2 separate regions of the Pan troglodytes genome follow, and region 2 is linked to region 1. The links are chromatin contacts, called in public Hi-C maps. All regions are on one chromosome and are shown on one strand. The core of a region is the stretch at or near the end of the contact, and the rest is flanking DNA. Distances in the headings are between cores, read along the strand shown.

Evidence for each region. A called contact is a pair of places that touch in the nucleus more often than the background predicts.
Region 2: a Hi-C map of induced pluripotent stem cells shows a contact between it and region 1, with 2.1 times the contacts expected there. The contact joins the enhancer-like site here to the promoter of TULP3 in region 1. A contact is called at or near these places in 1 of 7 Hi-C or Micro-C datasets (induced pluripotent stem cells) and 1 of 1 datasets of contacts at active chromatin or transcription factors (stem cell-derived excitatory neurons).

The regions. Positions count from the first base shown.
Region 1 is chr10:10,063,429-10,067,109 of NHGRI_mPanTro3-v2.0_pri, forward strand. It overlaps TULP3 (TUB like protein 3), which reads left to right and starts at 1,996. Exons shown (of 14, transcript XM_054663015.2): 1 at 1,996-2,021; 2 at 2,268-2,454. The coding sequence starts at 1,996. It overlaps RHNO1 (RAD9-HUS1-RAD1 interacting nuclear orphan 1), which reads left to right. Exons shown (of 3, transcript XM_016922785.4): 3 at 1-925.
Region 2 is chr10:10,207,912-10,211,592 of NHGRI_mPanTro3-v2.0_pri, forward strand. The region is part of intron 10 of TEAD4 (TEA domain transcription factor 4); the gene reads left to right. Among named protein-coding and RNA genes, the nearest start is that of TSPAN9, 43 kb to the right of the region's middle. Within about 2 kb of position 1,785, at least 8 of the 24 cell types and tissues checked have an H3K27ac peak or open chromatin away from gene starts, as enhancers often do. A contact at or near this core is called in induced pluripotent stem cells, where this site is marked.

The sequences.
Region 1 (3,681 bases), core at 746-3,245:
TTTTGTTTTTGAGATGTAATATTGCTCTGTTGCCCAGGCTGGAGTGCAGTGGTATGATCTCACCTTACTGCAACCACCACTTCCTGGGTTCAAGCGATTCTCCTGCCTCAGCCTCCCCAGTAGCTGGGATTACAGGCACCAGCCACCATGCCTGGCTAATTTTTTTGTATTTTTAGTAGAGATGTGGTTTCTCCATGTTGGCCAGGCTGGTCTCAAAATCCTGACCTCAAGTCATCTGCTGGCCTTGACCTCACAAAGTGCTGGCCCAGCCGAGATTTGTTTTCTAAGATACTTTGTGTCATGAACAGTTCAGTTTAGTGTCATGAACTATTCACTTCATATTTTTCTTGTATTAACTGTTTAAATTTTTAAAATATCTTGTAGTAACTCTTTAAAATGTATGTAAGTAAATGGCTGCAGAAAGTTTTTTTAGAGAATCCTGCTTCCATCAGTAACACAGCAATATTACCCCATCCACTAATGGTCTTTGTTTCCTTAACCACTACTCATTAATCCTTAATCACCTCATTCAAACTAATTCATTCTGCATTTTTGAGTACCAACTCTTGTCAGGCTCAGTGGCAGCTTCTATGACCTGATGGATGGAAAAAAATCAAACTCTGTGACTCTATGGTTGACTGCCACCTCTGCAACCTTGACTCATCTGCTGAAAAGGCAAGAAGAAGAAAGGGCAGCAAGCCCTGTTTTAGGGACTACATAAGATGAGGGGAGATAAGGGGGACATAGATGAGTTCTTTAGGATTGCTTGTGTTTTGAGTTTTTGTTTCTAACTGAAGAAATCTGTCAATATTAAATAGGGTGGGAAAATGGTTTCTTAGAATAACTGTTCAACTGTGTGTAAATAAGGAAAGTTTTCAATGAGTATTACTTATTGTAATTAATGCAGAAGGACTTCCCCAGTCAACCGAATGTCTCGGCCTTTTACTCAGACAACTAGCATCTCATTAAACCCATTCATTTAGCATTCATTCAGCTGGACCTACTGTGTCAGGTCCAGCCCCAACTAGATCAAGCAGGGATTACTGTATATTTTACAGATGGGAGTTTGATGCAGAGAATGAACCATGCACAGGTCACACAGTGAGTGCACGCTGACCCAGGCAGTGTAATGGTCCACTCTCAGCGTGTGCCTCCTAAAGTACTAACTTGTAGGTTCAAAACCAATGTGGAAACAACTTTGACCTTAGAACGCCATAAAGCCATTTGTGCAGTGACTTGTGAGGACTCAGGATGTTTTGTAGGGACTATAATGTGCATGTCGGTAGGGAGAAAGGGACTGACATTTGGGGACGGGATTTATTGGAGACAAGAGTACACATTTAGACAGGGGCTCTCACGGTGGGCTATGGATGTTTGAGGAAGGCCCACAGGAGGTAGAAAGGTAGATGGAAAGAGTCTCCAGGACGGGCCCACGCCTGTAATCCCAGCACTTTCGGAGGCTGAGGCGGGTGGATCATTTGAGGTCGGGAGTTAGAGGCCAGTCTGGCCAACATGGTGAAACCCTATCTCTACTAAAAATACGAAAAATAGCCAGGCAGTAGTGGCCCCTGCCTGTAATCGCAGCTACTCCACAGGCTGAGGCAGGAGAATCGCTTAAGCCTGGGAGGCGGAGGTTGCGGTGAGCTGAGACCGGGCCACTGCACTGCAGTCTGGGCGAGAGAGTGAAACCCTGTCTCAAAAAATTAAAGTCTCTGGATTCCCTCGTGTGCTTTAGGGGAGTCTGTAGAGCAGGTCTAGGAATGACCTAAAAGCTTGGGCTGGAGTAGGGGAAGCTTAAGTTCTGTGCAGTTGAAGTTCAAGGCCAGCCTATGGAAGATGCGTTTCACTGGGAGTGACTGATGGAGTGGAGAGGGTACCAGAGGGGGTCCCCGAAGGCCGCTGGTATCAGGGCAGGGGCCAGAATGGGAAGCGGCAGAGGTCTGTACATCCTCACAGGGCAGACCTCGGGAAGCGCTCTGGGTGGGCTCGGTAAAAATGGCGGGGGTGCGAGGAGCCGTTGCGTGCGTGGCGGTTGGTGGGGTATAGGAGACTCCTCTGACCGGACTCGCCTGCTGGCCGCGCGGCGGGCGAGGCCCAGGCAAAAACAAAGTCTTCCCCCTCAGTACCGGCCCTGCGAGGCGCTCCAGAGGACCAAGCCTTAGCTCGCGTCACCCCATCCCCGCGCAGGCGCGTTTAACTCCCGCTCGCCTCCCGCCCCTTAGCAACCCTCCCGCATCGTTGGGCCCCGGCAATAGCCAATGAGACAGGAGCCACGAGAACACGGACCAATCGGCGTCGGCGACAGTGTGGAACGCGGTTGCCAGGAGGCGGGACGCGGCGGCGTGCCAGCCTAGCCACTCTAGCGACGGCGGGGAAGAGTGTGTACGTGGTGGGGGCTTCCTCGGTGGCGGGCATGGAGGCTTCGCGCTGCCGGCTCAGTCCCAGCGGCGACAGGTCAGACAGGGCCGTGGCAGGTCTCCTCCTGAGCGAGGCGGAGGGGCGAAGCGAGAAGGCGGAGGTCCTCTCCGGGAGCCCTGCGGGGAGAGGGCGGGACTCGGGACTTGGCGACTCAGGGAGGGACTGGTTTCGGCGGCGGGAGGCGACCCCCTCGCCCTACTCCCGTGTGGGGACCCCTTTCTCAAGTGGAGCGGCGGCACTACATCCCGCGCCGTGGGCAGAGACCTTTGGTTCAGGTCCCTGCTCAGGAACTTCTGGAGTTTTCGTGACGGGCTCCCTCGGCCCCTCTGGGCCTCGGGTTTCCCTCGGGGGAGAGGCGCTGGCCCCGCTTAGCTCCCACTGCCCGGCGGTGTCACAGCCGAGAGGGGACCCAGCCCCTCCCGGGAGGCGGTGCGGGGTTCTGACGCCGCTGCTTCGGACGGGTAAAGCTGAATTCTGGAGCAGAGTCCGAGGAGCGGAAACGCGAAACTTCTTTTTCCTCTCTGCTTTCCAGTGTTTGTCTCTGATTCGGGATGGTCTGACTGATTTGCCAGTGGGCCACACCCCTTGTTTGTGCGCCTCTTTCTCTGCCAGAGGGAGAGCCTCGGAAAAAAAAGGATCCAAAATCTCAGCGTGTCACTTTCTTGTTCGCTAGGTTAATGAGAAGTTAATGGGAAGCCGTTTGAAATCATTGGTTAGAAACTTTGGCGTCATCTGAGGATTTAAGTCCTACACGCCAACTGTATACCCCGCTTTTTATTCCATTACCAAGACAGATTTGCGGCCAGGCGCCTTGGAACACGTCTGTTATCCCCAGCACTTTGGGAGGCCAAGGCAGGAGGATCGCTTGGTCTCAGGAGTTCGAGACCAGCCTGGACAAGATAGCGAGACCCCCATCTCTAGAAAAAAAAATAAATAAAATAAAATCAATCAGTCAATCAATTAAAATTTGGCCGGACACGGTGGTGCGCGCCTGTAGTTCCAGCGACTCGAGAGACTGAGGAGGGAGGATTCCTTGAGCCCAGGAGTTCCAAACTCCTGTGATGGGCCACTGAGCTCGCTAGCCTGGGCAACGCAGTGACATCCTGTCACTTAAAAAAAAAAAAATGATTTGACGTGTAAGGATTTAGTTTGATATTTCCACTAGTAGATATTTAAACAATTTTAAGCCATTTTAAAAAATTGTCACAAAGTTGTTGGGGGTAAAGAACATGTATTTTCCTTTTTCGTCAAGTTCTATTGAGG
Region 2 (3,681 bases), core at 535-3,034, 140 kb after region 1:
CTGTGCCTCTGCTTCTTTGTGTGAATAGTCAGCAGTTTGATCTTGGGGACCTGCCAGGGGCTGTGTCGCTGAAGACCCCGTGTGTGTGGCCGGCTGGTACTGAGTGGGGGGCTGTGGCCTGCCCTTGCCCCACCCCTTGCCTGAGCCCTCTGAGTGCCAGCGGCCTGGGCAGGATGAGGACGGGTGAAATCAGAGATGAGGGAGCGCCGGAGGCCAGGGCACCTTGGCGGTCATCTGCTCCCTCCTCCGTATGTGTGGGGCGGGCAGAGGCACCAGAGGAAGACACATATGTGACGGGGAAAGGTACATATTCGTGTTTGCTGACAACGAGACTTTGCGTCAATCGTGGGTCCTCACAGGCTGCCCCGGCTCCCCCTGCATCGGGAAGCTCCTGTCTTCTGCTCCCTGGCCTGGTCCCGCCTTCCCCCTCCATCAGCTGGTGTGAACTTGGCCACACACAATTAGGAAGGAAAACTGCTCAGGCAAGGAAACGGTGTCGCCTCTCCCGGAGCCTTTCTTTTCCTGCCTGGCTGTTTTCTCAGTCCTGGCTCCCAGGCCCTGAATGTGCGTGCTGGAGAGGCAATCAGAACCCCCTTGGAGTGGGAGGAGGACTTGTCCGTCCCCAGTCCAGCCTCCCTGCCTGCCCCCTGAGTTACTGCTCTTACTGAGGGCGCTGTGGTGGTCATTCATAGACTCTCGGACTGCTGGGACACATTTCCAGCTAGAAGTAGCATCTGCCAGCCTGAAGGGCTGAGGCTGCTAGGGCTGTGCACAGCCTCAGCCCTATCTGATGAGCGCCACGGGGCCTGGAGCAAGGGACTGATGTGATTAAGCCCCCTTCCTCCCCCAGAGCCCCGCAAGTCCAGCAGAGGCCACCTGTCTCTGGGGCCGGTGAGAGGGGGCCTTTGGTCACTGGTGGCCATTAACGCCGCTCTGCACATTGGAAATGCCAGGCAGAGCCGGGCTGCACCGTGGAGGCAGCAGAGTACCCCAGGCCTTCCTCCCATCTCAGCCTGCTGTTCCCTTTCAGGCCCTGACATTTCTCCCAGGCACATACCAGCACATGACAATGAATCTGAGCCCCTCCAGGCCCCCACACCCGGGCTGCGGCTGTCTCTGCTCATCTGTCAGTCACCCGATCCCCCACACCTGTTCCAGGCACAGCTGCCCACCCGCACGCACAGCTATGAATAGGGCGGAGGGAGGGTTGCAAGGGGGCACTCACAGGCCAGGGGACCGGGGCAGCTCTCATTTTTTCTTAGGCCAAGAAGCGTAGCTTGTTTGGGGTGGGTGCTCAGTGTGGGGGGATATGAGGGTGGACAGGAAATGTCAGGAGTATAGCTGCAGGAGAAGGGGTGAGGCTGTAATTAGAAGGATCCAGGCACTGAGGACCAGTCGAGGTGCTCTGGGGCGGGTCGTCCGCGTCGCCGGCTGGTGTGTTCCGGGTTTATGCAGTGTGAACATGAGTTCTGGGGCTGATTGTGGGATCTCTCTTTCTCCCCCTGACCCATTGCTCAACCCTAGCACTTGTATTCTATTTGTTCTCCCGATTATAAATTCCCTGAGAGCAGAAACAATGTCTCAACCTCTCTGGGCCCCCCTGCCTCTAGCACTGCTGGCCTGGGCTGGATAAATGGGCACCTGAGCGATGGGAAGAGCCAGGGAGTGGGAGCTGATGACAGAAGAGTGTATTTGAGATGGGGGTGGAGCTGGGGCGCAAAACTCTCAGGGTGAGCAGGACAGGGTAGGTTCCTGCTTGCGACTGAGGGACCTTGCTCTTCTCACTGGTGCCACCCGGAGGTGAGAGGGTGAACAGCCGCCTGCAACCTTGATTGAAGGCCCACCCTACTAAGGCCCTGGGAGAGCTTAGTTCTTGCCTCCAGGGAGCATCGTATCTGGAAGGGGGCAAGGACATCTGGACAGATTATAACAAGCAGGGTAACAGAGGGGGATCTGCCAATTGCTCCTGGGGGCTGGGGGCAGCTGCTGCCTCTGTGTGTCTGGAAGAGCTTGGAGGTGTGGATGCCAGTCCTTCCCAGCTTGGCACATAGGATACTTGTAAGGTGGCACATGGATATGCATTTTTTTTAATAGTTAAGTAGTTGCCCAGGCTCAATGGCTCATTCTTGTAATCCCTCCACTTTGGGAAGCTGAGGCAGGAGGATCACTTGAGCCCAGGAGTTCGAGACCAGCCTGGGCAGCATGGCGAAGCCCTATCCCTGTGTTTTAAAATAACTTTATTTGAAAATATGAAAAATAGTTATAGGCCAGACGCGGTGGCTCACGCCTATAATCCCAACACTTTGGGAGGCCGAGGCAGGTGGATCACTTGAGGCCAGGAGTTCGTGACCAGCCTGGCCGACATGGTGAAACCCCATCTCTACTAAAAAAAAAAATACAAAAACTAGCCGAGCGTGGTGGTGGGCACCTGTAATCTCAGCTACTCAGGAGGCTGAGGCAGAAGAATCACTTGAACCTGGGAGGCGAAGGTTGCAGTGAGCTGAGATTGCACCACCACACTCCAGCCCAGGCGACAGAGCGAGATTCCGTCTCAAAAAATAAAATTAAAAAAATAGTTATATAGTTATTTTCATATATATTAGAAAGAATAGAATCCTTGATTTCATGGATTTATTGCTTAGAACGGAATTAAGGAATAAAAGTGAGTTGATTTAAAAGAATCAGGATGTGTCGTAGATGGCACATGAATGTGGCATTGATCAGAGGGGCCATGCACGGTTAAAGTCTGAGGGTCACCACCATTGATGCCTGGCCTCATCTCTTGGTGTTCCCCACCATGTCCAGTGCATCCTTCCCAGGCAGCTGGGCTTCCTGCCAGCGGCATTTCAGGCATTGTTCACATTTCTGCCCTGTGCTTCCAGCTACAGCATAAGTCCTGAGCACACAAACTGTCCCCCAGCCCCTTTTTAGGAACAGTCTGACAAAGTCAGTCTCCTAGGAGGAGCAGGTGACTTCGAGAAAATAGGAGACAGGCCAGGTGCAGTGGTTCACACCTGCAATCCCAACACTTTGGGAGGCCAAGGTGAGAGGATCACTTGAGGTCAAGAGTTTGAGACCAGCCTAGGCAACAGCGAGACCCTGCCTCTACAAAAAATTTTAAGATTAGCCAGGTGTGGTGGCACATGCCTATAATCCTAGCTACTCAGGAGGCTGAGGGGGGAAGACTGCTTGAATCCAGGAGTTCGAGGCTGCAGTGAGCCGTGATCATACCACTGTACTCCAGCCTGAGTGACAGAGCAAGATTCTGTCTTTAACAAAAAAAAAAAAAGAAGAAGAAGAAAACAGGAACCCGAAAGCCTGGGTTCTGGTCCCATTCACCTTATATTTGCCTGTAAGACCTTCGGCCAGTCACAGCCACAGTTAAATCTAGTCCGGCAGAGGCCTCAGCCACCTCTGCCATGCCCCCCTGGGCACCCTGCCTACAATGTGTCATCCCCTCCCCCCCGGCATCACAGATGGAGACAGAGTGGGGAGACTGAGGCCAGCTCAGGGGTGGTAGTGGAGGGTGCTTAGGATAAATGCTGCTGTCTGTTTCAGAGGCTGAGCATTGACACGAATGCTTTTTTCCCCTAATGGCCTCATCAAAGCCGAGGCAGGTGCACTGAACCATATGCCATTCTGTTTCAGCATGAAAACAGCCTTTTTTTCCTCATCATAAAC